4 separate regions of the Sus scrofa genome follow, and regions 1, 2 and 4 are each linked to region 3. Evidence: chromatin contacts called from public HiChIP or PLAC-seq data. All regions are on one chromosome and are shown on one strand. Each heading gives the region's core, a stretch centred on a gene start, on an enhancer-like site or on the middle of the called end of the contact. The rest is flanking DNA. Distances are from core to core; before and after follow the strand shown. Region 1 holds the start of TFAM (transcription factor A, mitochondrial). Region 2 holds the start of CISD1 (CDGSH iron-sulfur domain-containing protein 1). Region 3 holds the start of ZNF32 (zinc finger protein 32). Region 4 holds the start of UBE2D1 (UB2D1).

Region 1 (3,176 bases), core at 400-2,899, 130 kb after region 3:
AACTTCATTAACAATTCCCAGTGGCAGAAGGAGCTAAGCCAGAGGTAAAATGATTCATCAATGGTCCTCTAGACTAATGGCAACTAGGCCCCAAATTTTGGTTTTTCATTCTTTTTCCTGGCTGTTTTCCACTCTACCTGATGCTATTCTAAAAATACTTTTTTGGGGTTCCCGTAGTGGTGCAGAGGAAACAAATCCGATCAGCAACCATGAGGTTGTGGTTGGATCCCTGGCCTCGCTCAGTGGGTTATGGATTTGGTGCTGCTGTGAGCGGCGGTGTAGGTTGAAGACACAGCTCGGACCCTGTGTTGCTGTGCCTGTGGTGTAGGCCGGCAGCTGTAGCTCTGATTGGACCCCTAACCTGGGAGCCTCCATATGCCTTAGGGTTTGGCCCTGAAAAGCAAAAATAATAAGACATTTTTGTTTGGTAAAAAAATACATCTGCTGTTTTACAGACCATCACACAGAATGGTTACGTTTTGCCGTCACTGAATGCTTTGGTAATGAATATTAAGTTTGCAGTTTAACTGCTTAGTGGCCTCTATATTACATAAGAGAAGAGTACAAAGCCCAAAACTCCTTACCTGGGTTCTGAGCTTTAAATATGGGTAGCTGTTCTTTAGAAAATCGAACGTATGAAGTCATAGGCTTCTTTGGAAAACCACTCAGGGTGGATGAAAACCATCTTGGTACATACGCAAAACTACGTACAAATAAAAAGAAAACAAATGTTAATAAGCATTTAGGTGCTCATATTCACATGTATATGAACACAGATATCAAATGAGATGTCATCAAGATGCTATCTAACACCTTCGATTAGACAGCTAGTGATATTAAAATCCTGTCCCAGCCAGATGGAGGAGCTCGTAAAACTGAAGTCTCCAAGCCCTTACTTTCTAGGAAGGGCAGAAAGTGGAGGAAAATATGTATAATCCAGCTCCTGCGCCCCGCCTTCTCAGTGCCTAGACGAAGGCGGGAGAATCTGGGAGCTTCGAGGGGGATGCCAAACCGCGGGCTCCAAGTATAGACAGTGGGGAGGGCCGGAAGCAAGGCACGGGGTACTGATGGAGTGAGGCCTTGTCTCAAAGCCACCATCCCCTTGGCAAGGTCGAGGTCTGAATCACAGGACCAAGGTGGCCCTGACCTTTTTGGGGGAACAGAAAGCGGAGAAAAGCTTCCACATTACAACTGCAGGGCATCGTGAGCCCTGCCGCCTCCCGAGGCGCAAGGTAAGCAGTCCTACCTGAACGGAGAGCGCAGTCGACTTCCACAAACCGCACAGAGGTCCGCTCCTGACTTTCCCAGGGCACTCAGCACGCCCCACACGCCCCGGAGAAGCGCCATTGCACCCGTAGACAAAGCACTGACCAGGCCCCAATCTTGTGCAGCTCCCGAGCGCAAGAGAACAACCCCAACAATGACGACTTGAACTCGCAAGCAACTCTTCAGACCTCGCTATCATGCCCGCCACTCGCGAGGCACTATGGGAAATCAGTCAACATCCGGTTTAGATAGGGGGCGGGGACAAGGAAAAAGGTGCAGACGCAGTAGTCGCTTCCTAGGTGGGCGGGACTACGACGAAGGAGGAGGAGCTCGGGGGCGGAGAAGGGAAACCGCAGCCCGGCTCGCCTGCGGAGGGCCCTGGCCTCGAGGGGGCGCTGCTGAGCCGCCCCCGGCCCCCGCTTCCACAGCGTATTCCGTGGCGGGGCCAGGAGGCTGATGGAGGCAGTGGCTGGCGTCTGCCTGTGACGGCAGGGAGGGCTAGTACGCAACAGACAGTTTTACCGCGAGTACCTGTGTCGCCCACGCTGCTCTGAGGTCAGGTGGCTGGGTGCTTTGCGCCCAGCAGAGTGCCTAAGTTCAAGCAGGAGCTGGAGCTCAGAGTCAAAATTACTGACGACGAGTTGGGTGGAGCCTGGTTTCAAACCTTTGAATGCAGATTTCCGGGCCTTGCTGCTGAGCTTGATTCAGTGTACCTGTGTGGGTTCCCAGGTCTCCGCGTTTTTAACAGGATCCTTAAGGTTTAACAAATGGTCATGGGGCCACATTTAAAGCAATACAGATCCAGACCATCTTCCCATCCACTGCAGCTGTCGCTGACCCAGACTTCAAACTTGATATCCAACCCTGCTTAATTTGTGGGGAGGAGACATTGACTAGTTAATAGTCTGGAACTAGAATCCTAGATCCGGTATTAACATCCTAATCGGGGAATGTCGCATCCTCTAAGATTTAATTTCTCCCTTCTGCAGATGAGGATGTTGGACTAGATCAGAGTACTCCCAACCAAAGCCCTGAGAACAGTGGCAGGTACGCCTTAAAATATTGGTCGATGCGTTTTGTACAACCATTTTTCTGCGTGGACAATGGCATGAAAAAGTTTGGGAAGATCTAAAGACTAAAGCTAAGGGCTCTCCTAGTTTTTACATTCCAATTGCTTCAAGGATTGCCAACTCTTGAAACAGCCTTTCCTTTGTTGGATAGCTGTAATTGTCAGAAAATTCTTTTTTTGGGGGAGGGGCGTCTTTTTAGGGCCGCACTTGCGGCATATGGAGGTTCCCAGTCTAGGGGTCACATCTGAGCTGCAGCTGCCCGCCTACACCGCAGCCACAGCAAGACCAGATCTGAGCTTCATCTGCCACCTACACCACAGATCACGGAATGCCATATGCTTAACACATTGAGCGAGGCCCGGATCCAACCTGCATCCTCATGGTTCCTAGTCAGATTCATTTTGGCTGAGCCATGATGGGAACTCCAGAAAATTTTTACCAGTGTAATAATATTAAGCTGATTCTATCTTTCTGTAGCTTTGAAAAATTGGCCCTTTGGTGCTAGAAAGGACTAAGCCCACTTTTTCTCTGAAGTGGTAAGCATCTACCACCATTTCCTGCTTCACACAGTCTCATCTGTTCAAACTCTCACCCTGTCATGGAAGAGACGAGTTTTTGTTTTTTCCGAGTACATATATACTATGTACAGGGTCCCAAATGCAGATAAAAAACACAGCATTCTGTGTGAAGTCAAGTGGCAGAATCAAAGAAATGAAGTTACAACAGAGTATCAAGATAGAGATTAAGTACAGGATAGAATTCCTTACAGTTACATTTTAGCTGATTTTTGAAATATTTTTTCTTTATATTTTCTTGGAATGTTTTTGTTCTTTCAGATGT
Region 2 (3,082 bases), core at 279-2,778, 230 kb after region 3:
AGATATAAGTTCCCAGGCTAGGGGTCAAATTGGAACTTTGGCCTACACCACACCTTGTGGCAACACCAGATCCTTAATCCACTGAGCAGGACCAGGGATTGAATCCACGTCCTCATGGATACTAGACAGGTTCATTGCCGCTGAGCCACAACAGGAACTCCAATCTCTACTTTAATTGCAACAAGGATGACTCTACTTAAGGGAGACTAATGATGAATACCCTTTGAAATAACTTTTCCAAGTAATCACCTCCTATATGCCACATTAGGAACTTAAAAACGTCATGGATTACCAACCTCACTCTGTTAGGTAACTTTTGCAACAAAACTAGGGTGCAAGTTAGTAGGGATCTTTTACACCTCCCACTCCAGATGCTCAATATTCACTAAATGAATCAAGAGCGCTATTTTTAATTGACTTCTGGGCAATCTCTTTGCCTTTACTTAACTATCATTACACGTTACCAAACCTTGAGGTGTGGCGTTATATACCTGGCAAAGATCACATGTATACTGGATGGTACACATTATTAAATTAACAATTATACTACCATCAAGAATTATTATGAAGTGAAGCCCCACATTAACTGACTTCTAGAAAGTCTAATTTTAATCGAACCTTCTGTGAAGTAACATTTTCAAACCCCAGGTACCAGCACAAGGGAAGCAAGGCTGAGAAAGGTGAAGGATCAGTGAGCTCCAACTCAGTTTTCTATCCTCTCTTGGACTACTGCCACCGAGAGCCAGATGCCAGAGGCATTAAAACAAAAACAAAAACAAAACAAAAAAACCTGGGAAAACTGAAGACCCCGGATTGGGTTTCCTTCCTTTAAAAAAACGTGTGCAAAAAACTAAGATGTGATTAGTCATGCATGCACCGCTTGATGGTTGCAGGAAATCGACGTTCTCACTCCACGGTGATTTAAGGGTTGAGAGTGGAGAAGAGGGTTTTTTGTTTGTTTTCATCTTTCCTTTTATCCAGGCCCTATGACAAAACAGGCGTCGCAGGGGATAAGAAAAACTAGCAGAGCAAGAATCGTTAGGATTTAGGGTTTAGCTAGTTTGGGGAAATGCGGTCTAAAACTGGGTAGATGCCTGCATGGCCCCCATGCCACTTATGCCTGGAGATCATACTCTGATCTTGCTCTTTTCCCCGTGCGGTCCGGGGAGCCCGAAGGCCAGCGGAACGCTTGCCCTTCTGCATCTCAAGGTTACAGGACCGGCGGGCGCGCAGAGCGAGCGGCAGTAACAGCCCAAAGAGGCGCTGAGGGATCTGCAATCGGTGCGCAGGCCGCCAGCCTTACCCACTCCCAGGCCCCACTTCACCTCGTACGCTGGAAGTCGTACTCATGGCGCCGTCGCTTGCAAGGATGTGCACTGGACGCTGAGCACAAACCGGCTCGCGCGGACAGCGGGAGTCAAGGGGCGACCAGCGACGGTCCTAAGGGCACCGACTCCAGGCTGCTACCGCGCAGGCGCCGCGACGATCGGTAAGCACGTGTGTATTATCCGTCAGGCTAGTGCTGAGCATGCGCAGAGCTGTGTCCCGGGCCTTTGGGAGATCTTGAGTCCGGATTTTGACAGCCGCAGGAGGGGGGAGGAGGGAGAGACCTAGAGAAGTAGCGACCTAGAGAGGTAGCAACTGAGTTTGCGCAATCCTTAGGCGCTTGGTTCTGGAGCCCAGGAAAAGGGCCTTTGGAATAGGGAGTCCAGGCCAGGTTTTATGTTTCTCCCAGGTGCGCGGATTTCTCTGGACCGAGAACAAGTGCTGATGTAACACTTGCCAAAATCAGATATCTAAGGTTTTACCCCACATTTTCTTGTTTAGTCTGGTACCTGCAGGGCGAAGTCCAGTTATATGAAATGCCAGTGACAGACACAGGAACCCACTGTGATGTCTCATTCTAGGCTCTCCCCTCGCTCCCACTGTGCATCCCTTTTTTCTGCCTACCCAATTCTCCATCTATTGAGGACCTTGGATCTTGCCTTAACGTAAGGGACCTTGCCTTAACACAACTTCGTGTTGAGGGAGGGGAAAAAAACCTGGCTCTTTTCATTAAGAGAAAAAAAATGATCACTTAAAAAAGATTATTCCTTATCTTTTGCAGTCTGATATAGGTGTCGGTTTCTTTTTCTTTCTTTTCTTAGTTGCTTAGGGGCACCAATTTTCGGAGGGGGTATAGTATTACTTGAAGGGTGTTTTGCAGGCGCGTCTGCTAAGAAACTGCCAGTTTTTACTCCTGTTGTATCTGTGCGGCTGGGGATTGTAGGGAGGTAATCGCAGTTAAAGGGTGGCCTCACAAGTCATCCTGGGCACAGCCACCCTCCTAACTCTCCTAACGCGGGACTGACTGGTCCTCACAATTGGGAGCCTCTGGCATCTTTGAGCCGGACCCCGGTAAGCGTGCAAACGCGCACTGAATGAATGAGGACACAACAGCCCTGCAGGCGTCACACGGCCAGTCAGGGTGGGGACAAGAAAGGCCGCCAGCGTCTTCCCAGCATCCAGGTCGCCTTCCGCTCGCCCTGGCGGCCGGGGCGCACGCCCCGCCGCGGGGGTCCCGTCGGGCGGCCTCTGGGCATGCTCAGTGGCGGCAGCGGCCGCTGGTCGCGCAGTCGGAAGCTTGCGGCGGAGGCGGCGGTGCAGGCGGCGCTGACGCGCGCGCGGCAGCTAAGGGGACTGGAGGACGGCGGGAGGGGGCGGGGGCGCGGGAGGTGGGGCCGCCGTCGCCGTCAAGGCCCCTGGGAGCGCGGGGCGCCGCAGCCGCAGCTCATCCGCTCGGATCCGTCTCCGGGGCTGCGCCGGGGCCGGCGGCGGAGCTGAGGGAGCAGGGAGCCGCGCTCTGCCCAGAGTTGGGCAGGGGAGCGCCCGCGCCTCTGCGGCGTCATGGGCCCCCTCATCGGGCCACAGCGGCCACCAGCCGCAGAAACCCCCGGGCCTCCTCGCGGCCGAGACTGAGCGACCCTCGGTTCTCGGCGCCCCCTCCCTCCGCCCTATTTACCCCCCTGCTCTCACTGCCGCTAACCGCTTCAGCTCTCCGTTATGGCAACGGAGCCACCATCCCCTCTCCGGCTCGAGGCTC
Region 3 (3,112 bases), core at 517-3,016:
ACCATCCAGTCAGCTGCAAGGACTGGCCTTTGCTGGGTGCCACCTGGGCACTGAAAATTGTCTGTGGCTGCTCTAGAAGGAAAGGATGTGATGACTGTGCTTCACCTCCTAATGCCCTACCCCTTTCTCTCTGTGATTCTGGAGCAAATAATGAAGGAGGCACCACAGGAAGCTCTGCATTTGTGCTGAGGCGCCTTCAGGAGCCAGGCCTACAGGGCAGTTCCCCCTACACACTCAGGGACTTTTCTGTACTGCTGTCCTGGGTTTTGAGGAAAGGTGTGTGTTTGTCTTCTAAACTAGACTGTCAGCTCCCTTCCTAGGAGAAGAGAGTATATCTTTTTTACATTTATGTGTCCAAAGCCCAGCAGAGTACCTGACGCTTAAAATGGGCTCAGAACATACAGGTTCAATGAACTTAAATAATGATGTTATTAGTGATAGTGAAACTAACACTTAGCAATCAACTTACACTTTGTACACAGTGAGAAATTAAATGTTTTGTTTTTGTTGTTAAATGTTTAACAGGTGACTTTTGGGTAGAGGACAAACACATAGTAAGAGGAAACATACCTTATGAAACCTCTCCTTTAATAGGATAAACTAGCCTCTGCGTAGGAGCTCTGGAGCAGGGAACCTGGAGAGAATTACACTGAGGAGAGCTCCAGGATGAAGGAAGACGAAAGCGATTCAAACGGGGAGGAAGCCCAAGCAGTCTCAGCCATAGAAAATTTTAATACCATTCTTCCCTCTCCCAAATTCCCTTTCAGAGGCCAGGATCCTATAAAAATACATTTGAAGGTGGCTTAAGGCATTTAGGGAGCCTTGCCCCCTCTTAGGATCACACAACAGGATTTGAATGCCTGTACTTCACAAAGAAGCCTCATGAAAAAGAGCTCATCTAACTTGCTGAGTGATTTTCAAAACTTACAATTTATCCATGTAAGAAAAAAATCTAATTTCTTATCCTAGAAAATAGTGTTTTCTCTCCAAAACTCAGAGGGGGTACATGCAGAAAGATTTTTTTTTTCTGGGTTCTTACATACCTGCCTTTGCTCTGCAAGTATCAAGAGGGTGACCTGACTTGGATTCTGGCCCTTTCAAGAAGCCTCTGTAGCTGCCACCTAACCACATCCTGGGCTCCCCACCAGGTAAGAAGCCTATCCAGAATTCTGCAGCTAGTCAGTGGTGGAGCTGACATGCAAATTCAAGACAATTCCAAACCGGATCTCTTACCCATTATTTCGGATGCAAATTCTTTAACGGGATAAGAAGAGCATAGCCCTCCACCAGACTCCTCCCCAACCTCACTAAATTCTCCTCTGGTGTTCCAAAACGCCACAGACTTCGCTTGAAATATCTGCTCCTCGCCTCAGAGCTCTAACTACAGAATACTTAGTCTTTGCTCCCCCAATGGCTCAAAACAAAACCTCCAAGCACCCAAGGTTTTATCAACTCATTTCTTCCCAATGAGCTTCCTCCCACCATACCTAATGCAAGAACCCAGATTCTCAGTTTCTTGGTTCAGCGGACGACTTCACAAGCTGCCTACACACGCCTGGCTAATTTGAGCAGCCTTTCGGCGCTCTTGGTGCCCGCTCTACATACACCCGCGAACGAATCAGCGCCACCGGCTGAGGACCATATGGAGGTGGCCTGAGCGCCCAGCGATCACCTGGACCCGCAGAGTCCCGAGAGGCCGGACGCATCGCCGAACTACGTTTCCCACAGTGCTCGGGAAAGCCGGGGCCGCCGAGGCCCCAGCCTCCAGCTCGCGCGGAACCTCCTGGGAGCTGTAGTCCGGTCTGCTCGCGCCGGCGCTGCTGTGGGATCGGTGCCGGCCTTTGTCTGTCTGCGGGCGCGCGCCGCTGCGGTGAGTGAGGCCGCCGGCCGGGTCAGTGCGCCCGGGTGAGGCGGGGCCCCGCCGACAGGCTACGGCTCCCGAGCTCCCCCGAGACCCTGAGCGGGCCTGACCAGCCTGGACCCCCAGGGCGGCCAACTAAGAGGGGAGAGGTCTGCGGCCCGCAAGAAAAGGTCCATCTGGACCAGAGAGCGGGGTGCTGAGGCCCAGCACGCAGGGCGGCCCTGGGGGCCCGGGAACGCGGGGTTGGGGGAGCCTGAGGCGGGAGGGTAGAGCCTGTTCGGACTAGCGGGGGCCCCTCCGCCGCACCGCAGGGCGGGGTGTGGGGAAGGCCTGGCACCTGGAGCTGTGGGCGGGGAGGCCACAGTCAGGTGTGCCCCAGGGCCTTAAGAAGTTGGACAGGGGAAAGCGGTGTCTCTCTGGGGTGGGTGAATGGGAGAAAGGACAAACCCCGCTGGGTGGAGAATGGGAAAGGACAAACTGGATTCAGGTGTGTGGAGGAAAAACTCACCCCTACCCAGAATTTCCTAATCCTGAAACTATCCTCAAGATAGCAAAAGTTCCCCCTCTTCTAGTCATCTCCTCAGGACTTCTCAACTTTAGGCCTTAAGTCTGTAGGACATGTCAGAGGCCCTTCACAATTGGTTTTTTATTTGCCCAGGAGCTACTTCATATTTGTTATCAAAGTATTTATTAAGTGAGGAGATAGAGTGAGGGCTGTTTGGTTACTTGCCCAATGTCATTTGAGAGGACTGAGAGTGTAATCCAAATCTCTCATGGCCTAACTCTAAACCACAGGATATAATGGCCTTTCTGATAGGAAAAGAAATGTTTTCTAGTATAAAGTGGCTTTCTCCAAAATCTTTAGGAAATTGACTCCCCAGACTTGTGTAATCTAGGGAGAAAATTATGACAGATTCCCTTTATTAATCAAAGAGGTTCCATAGACACATCTGAGTTCTTCCTGAATATCTCACAGCACGTGGAGAGGCACAGCTGTAAATTCTACCCACGGTTCCAAGCTCTATTTGCTGGACTCACCAGGGACAGAGTCCAACCTTAGGCAGCAGGTACATATACGTTACGTTGACTTGGCTGATGTGCAGCTGTTGAGCAGTAACACCTTGAACTTCCTAGTGAAAGGTCCTGTAGTGTCCTGACACTTTGATAGGGCATTGCATTGTGGTTTATACTCCAAACTGAACCTGAATCTGCCAACTAAGAGTTTAAATGCCTCTCCAGTCACCATGATAT
Region 4 (3,230 bases), core at 228-2,727, 180 kb after region 3:
CATCATCATTAATAAGTACACAAGGCATGGCAAAGATGCTGAGTGAGGCTTCAGATTAGAATTATCTATTAAAAAAAAATGTGTAACTGCATTATCTTCAAACCAGAAAACATACTAATCAATAAATGCTGATCATTAGCTATGGGCTTTATAGCGAGAGGAACTTTAAAAAGTACAAAAATTAACAATATTCCACAGATTTAGTATTTGACTCTCCCCCCCCAAAATTGGCTGGTTCTAGAAAGTTGCTGTCCTCTGTACCAGAAGATGCCACCAATGGTGACTAAGAAAACATCTCTATCACTGTTCTTTTGATTCATGCCTGAAAAGGTTGATAAATTTTTTCGGTAGGATTTCTTCTGAAATCCTTTACAAAACATACTGTCCATTGTTGGCTTAACTTGCTGAACCTAACTCCCATTAAAATAACAAATTCTCAATGTTCTCCACATGAAACATACCAATAAAACCTAAAACTTGTGTCAGTGAACAGACCAAATCACCTAACAAGAAGTAAAAGTGAACAGAAAGAAAATGCCCCAACCCAATTTTGTAAGATGTTCATGTAGAGACAGTAGCAATAGATACTATGCAAGAGAAGACAATACCTTACACTGCGTTTGGGATAGACAAACATTTCTTTAATGAACGTACACATTTCTTCCTCATTCTATACCCATGTGTCAAAACATCAAACAATTAAATTTGTGGCAGTTTCTGTTGTGTCTCAAACTTTACACCTAAGTTTATCATGAGGGGTAAAAAAAACCTGCTTGGCTTGACTTGCCATGAATCACAGCCAGGAGGTCATCTTGCTGTGTATCAGCAACTATGTTTTCACTACAGCTATGTGACCTGAAGTGGCAGCAGCAGAGGGACCAAAATAGAAGGGGCAGGAGGCTTCTCGGCCCCAAACAGGCTTTTCCAGCCCATTCGGGCATCTGAGCAAGAGCCAACCTCAGAGGAGAGAAAGAACAAATCCAAGGGCTCCGCGGAGGAAGGCTGCAGGCCCACCACACCTTCCTTGCCCTCCCCGGGAGTCCAGGGAGACAAGAACATAAAAGAGAACCGGCTTAAGAAACAGCTTGAAGAAAGCAGCATGACAAGGGCCAAAACTCGCCCGGTATAGGACAAAATTCAGGCGCGACCGAGAAGCACAGATTTCGGGAAGGTCTGGAGACCGAAACGATCTCCGGCCGGGGCTCCGGGCGCAGGTCCTGAGAGAGCGCACGGCGGGCCCCCTGCCTCCCAGCACCTCCAGCGCCCGGGACCTGCCGCTGCTCCCACCTCACCTGTCGGGTGCCCGCTGGCCCCGCCAGCATCCCTGGCCCCTGGTTCCCGCCCCGGCCCATCCTTCTTTCACGTTCCCTCCAGGCACAACTCTCAGACCACCGCCGGGCTCAGCGTGGGCAGGGGGCTGAAGCCCCCGCCCCAGACCGGGCCCCGGCACTCACTTTCTGAATCCGCTTCAGCGCCATGGGTCAGGGAGGACAGCGGGGACACTGGCCGGTGGGGGACGGCTTCGGGGCTCGGAGGCGTGGGATCGTTGCGGACTCGGTTCGCTGGCTATTCGGCTGGCTCAGCCGGGAGGGTCCCGGCTTGCTGCTCTCTCGCTCGCTCCGGGAGCCGCTGCCCGTTCCGAGTGCGCCCCAGCGCCAGTATGCGGGCGGGGACGCCGGTGAGACTCTTTTGTTTCCGCTTTTGCTTCTGGGAAGGAGGCTGTGTCCGCCCCGCCCCGCCCCGCCCCATCCCGCCGGGCACTTTGGGAAGTGTAGTTCCGGCTCTTCCTGGCCGCCGCCCGGGGCGGGGGTGCGTTGCTCACAGATGACCTAGACCCGCAGGCTGATCTCAGAACTACCCCGGGTTGAGTAGGTCTCTGCAGTTGGATTTTGAGCAAGGTACTGAAGTGGAGTCCCCATTCTGTAAAATGAGGATAACAAATTAGCTTGAAAAACATGTACAAGAATTTCTGACGTGCTGTAGCTCATCTTGCTTTTTTTTACGTTTACAGATTTTACCCTCTTCTCAAATACTTGAATTGCGTCAATTTCTCACATATGCACAGACTTATACCAGTTAAGACACCTTACCTCCTTAATTCCTATTTCAAAAGTCGCCCCTTCTATCTGATGCTAATCCCACCATGTTTGCTTCTTCTTGGAACTCCCAATTCTGAGTTTCATCCTCCTTCCTTTCCGTTGACAGACCAGTAGTACCTGCTCTGTCCCCATAGTCTCCTCGCGCTCCTCACTCACTCAATTCTTATGAACGTGTGTGCTCAATAAAACTTGGCTTCTGCTTTCAGCACCAGCAGAACTCGCTTCTCACCAGAGTCGCACTTGAGCTTCTACTTCCCAAATCGAGTTCGCTCCTTTTCCTCCATGACGTTTTTGACCTATTTCATTGCTGGCTACCTTTTGCTTTTTAAAATACTTACCGCCTACCAGAGCACTAGGGTAGTTGGGGTTTTTACTCCTCTGGCTTTGGCTTTTTTGTCACTAGCTCCCCTTCTCAAGAGTCAGAGTGGCCTGGAGTTCCAGTCTCTGATCTCTACCATGAACTGGGTGGGAGCCCACGAAGCTTGGCTGGAGGGAGGGCTTTGTAGACAGATCCTCTCCTGGAATGGGATCCCAGCTCTGATTCGTACCCACTGTGTGGTTGTGTAGTCAATTAAACTCTCTAAGCCTCAGTTTCCTCATGTCAAAATCTCTAGATATGTTATTGTAAAAATTAACTGATATACATATAACATGCCACAATACCTAATATGTTGAAAGTGCTCTATAAAAATTATTTCCTTGTTTTTTTCTATATGATAATGACTTAAAATCTTTCTTTCCAATGAAACTCTCACCCAAATTTCAGCCTTTTATGTCCAAAAGTCTACTGGACATGTCCACCTTCCTTCTTTGTGGCCAGGAATGAGAATGTGTTACAATGTCAGGGTTGGAGGAAAGCCCCAAACAGTAGCTACCATAGCTTCTTTAAAGGCTTACAAAGAACAAGGAACAAAAATCCACTCATGTAACTTAAAGTCCTAGGTAGATAGGATAGTGAAAGAATGATGGAAATGTGTAATGGAATCTGAAACTTGATTTAGAAGCCTCTCATCCCCTTCCCCCAAAATAAACATAATACTAAAATCTTTCTGGAGTTTAGCTATTCTCTTACTTCCTTTTTCTTGAGGTTTGCTTCTCTGCACTCTGGCCCACCCTCCTTTTCCCAGTTCC

The links. HiChIP or PLAC-seq counts read pairs in DNA pulled down with a chosen protein or histone mark.
Region 1: an H3K27ac HiChIP or PLAC-seq map of alveolar macrophages shows a contact between it and region 3. The contact joins the promoter of TFAM here to the promoter of ZNF32 in region 3. A contact is called at or near these places in 1 of 5 promoter capture datasets (liver) and 2 of 2 datasets of contacts at active chromatin or transcription factors (alveolar macrophages and skeletal muscle).
Region 2: a contact with region 3 is called in an H3K27ac HiChIP or PLAC-seq map of alveolar macrophages. The contact joins the promoter of CISD1 here to the promoter of ZNF32 in region 3. A contact is called at or near these places in 1 of 47 Hi-C or Micro-C datasets (skeletal muscle) and 1 of 2 datasets of contacts at active chromatin or transcription factors (alveolar macrophages).
Region 4: a contact with region 3 is called in an H3K27ac HiChIP or PLAC-seq map of alveolar macrophages. The contact joins the promoter of UBE2D1 here to the promoter of ZNF32 in region 3. A contact is called at or near these places in 2 of 47 Hi-C or Micro-C datasets (heart right ventricle and skeletal muscle) and 1 of 2 datasets of contacts at active chromatin or transcription factors (alveolar macrophages).

Annotation. Positions count from the first base shown.
Region 1 is chr14:92,278,082-92,281,257 of Sscrofa11.1, forward strand. TFAM (transcription factor A, mitochondrial) reads right to left here and starts at 1,650. Exons shown (of 7, transcript NM_001130211.1): 1 at 1,247-1,650; 2 at 585-703. The coding sequence starts at 1,347.
Region 2 is chr14:92,380,774-92,383,855 of Sscrofa11.1, forward strand. CISD1 (CDGSH iron-sulfur domain-containing protein 1) reads right to left here and starts at 1,529. Exons shown (of 3, transcript XM_021073223.1): 1 at 1,326-1,529. The coding sequence starts at 1,350. IPMK (inositol polyphosphate multikinase) reads left to right here and starts at 2,698. Exons shown (of 6, transcript XM_021073222.1): 1 at 2,698-3,082. The coding sequence starts at 3,043.
Region 3 is chr14:92,149,465-92,152,576 of Sscrofa11.1, forward strand. ZNF32 (zinc finger protein 32) reads left to right here and starts at 1,767. Exons shown (of 3, transcript XM_021073021.1): 1 at 1,767-1,870. It also overlaps the pseudogene LOC102167823.
Region 4 is chr14:92,328,736-92,331,965 of Sscrofa11.1, forward strand. UBE2D1 (UB2D1) reads right to left here and starts at 1,478. Exons shown (of 7, transcript NM_001078674.1): 1 at 1,455-1,478. The coding sequence starts at 1,478.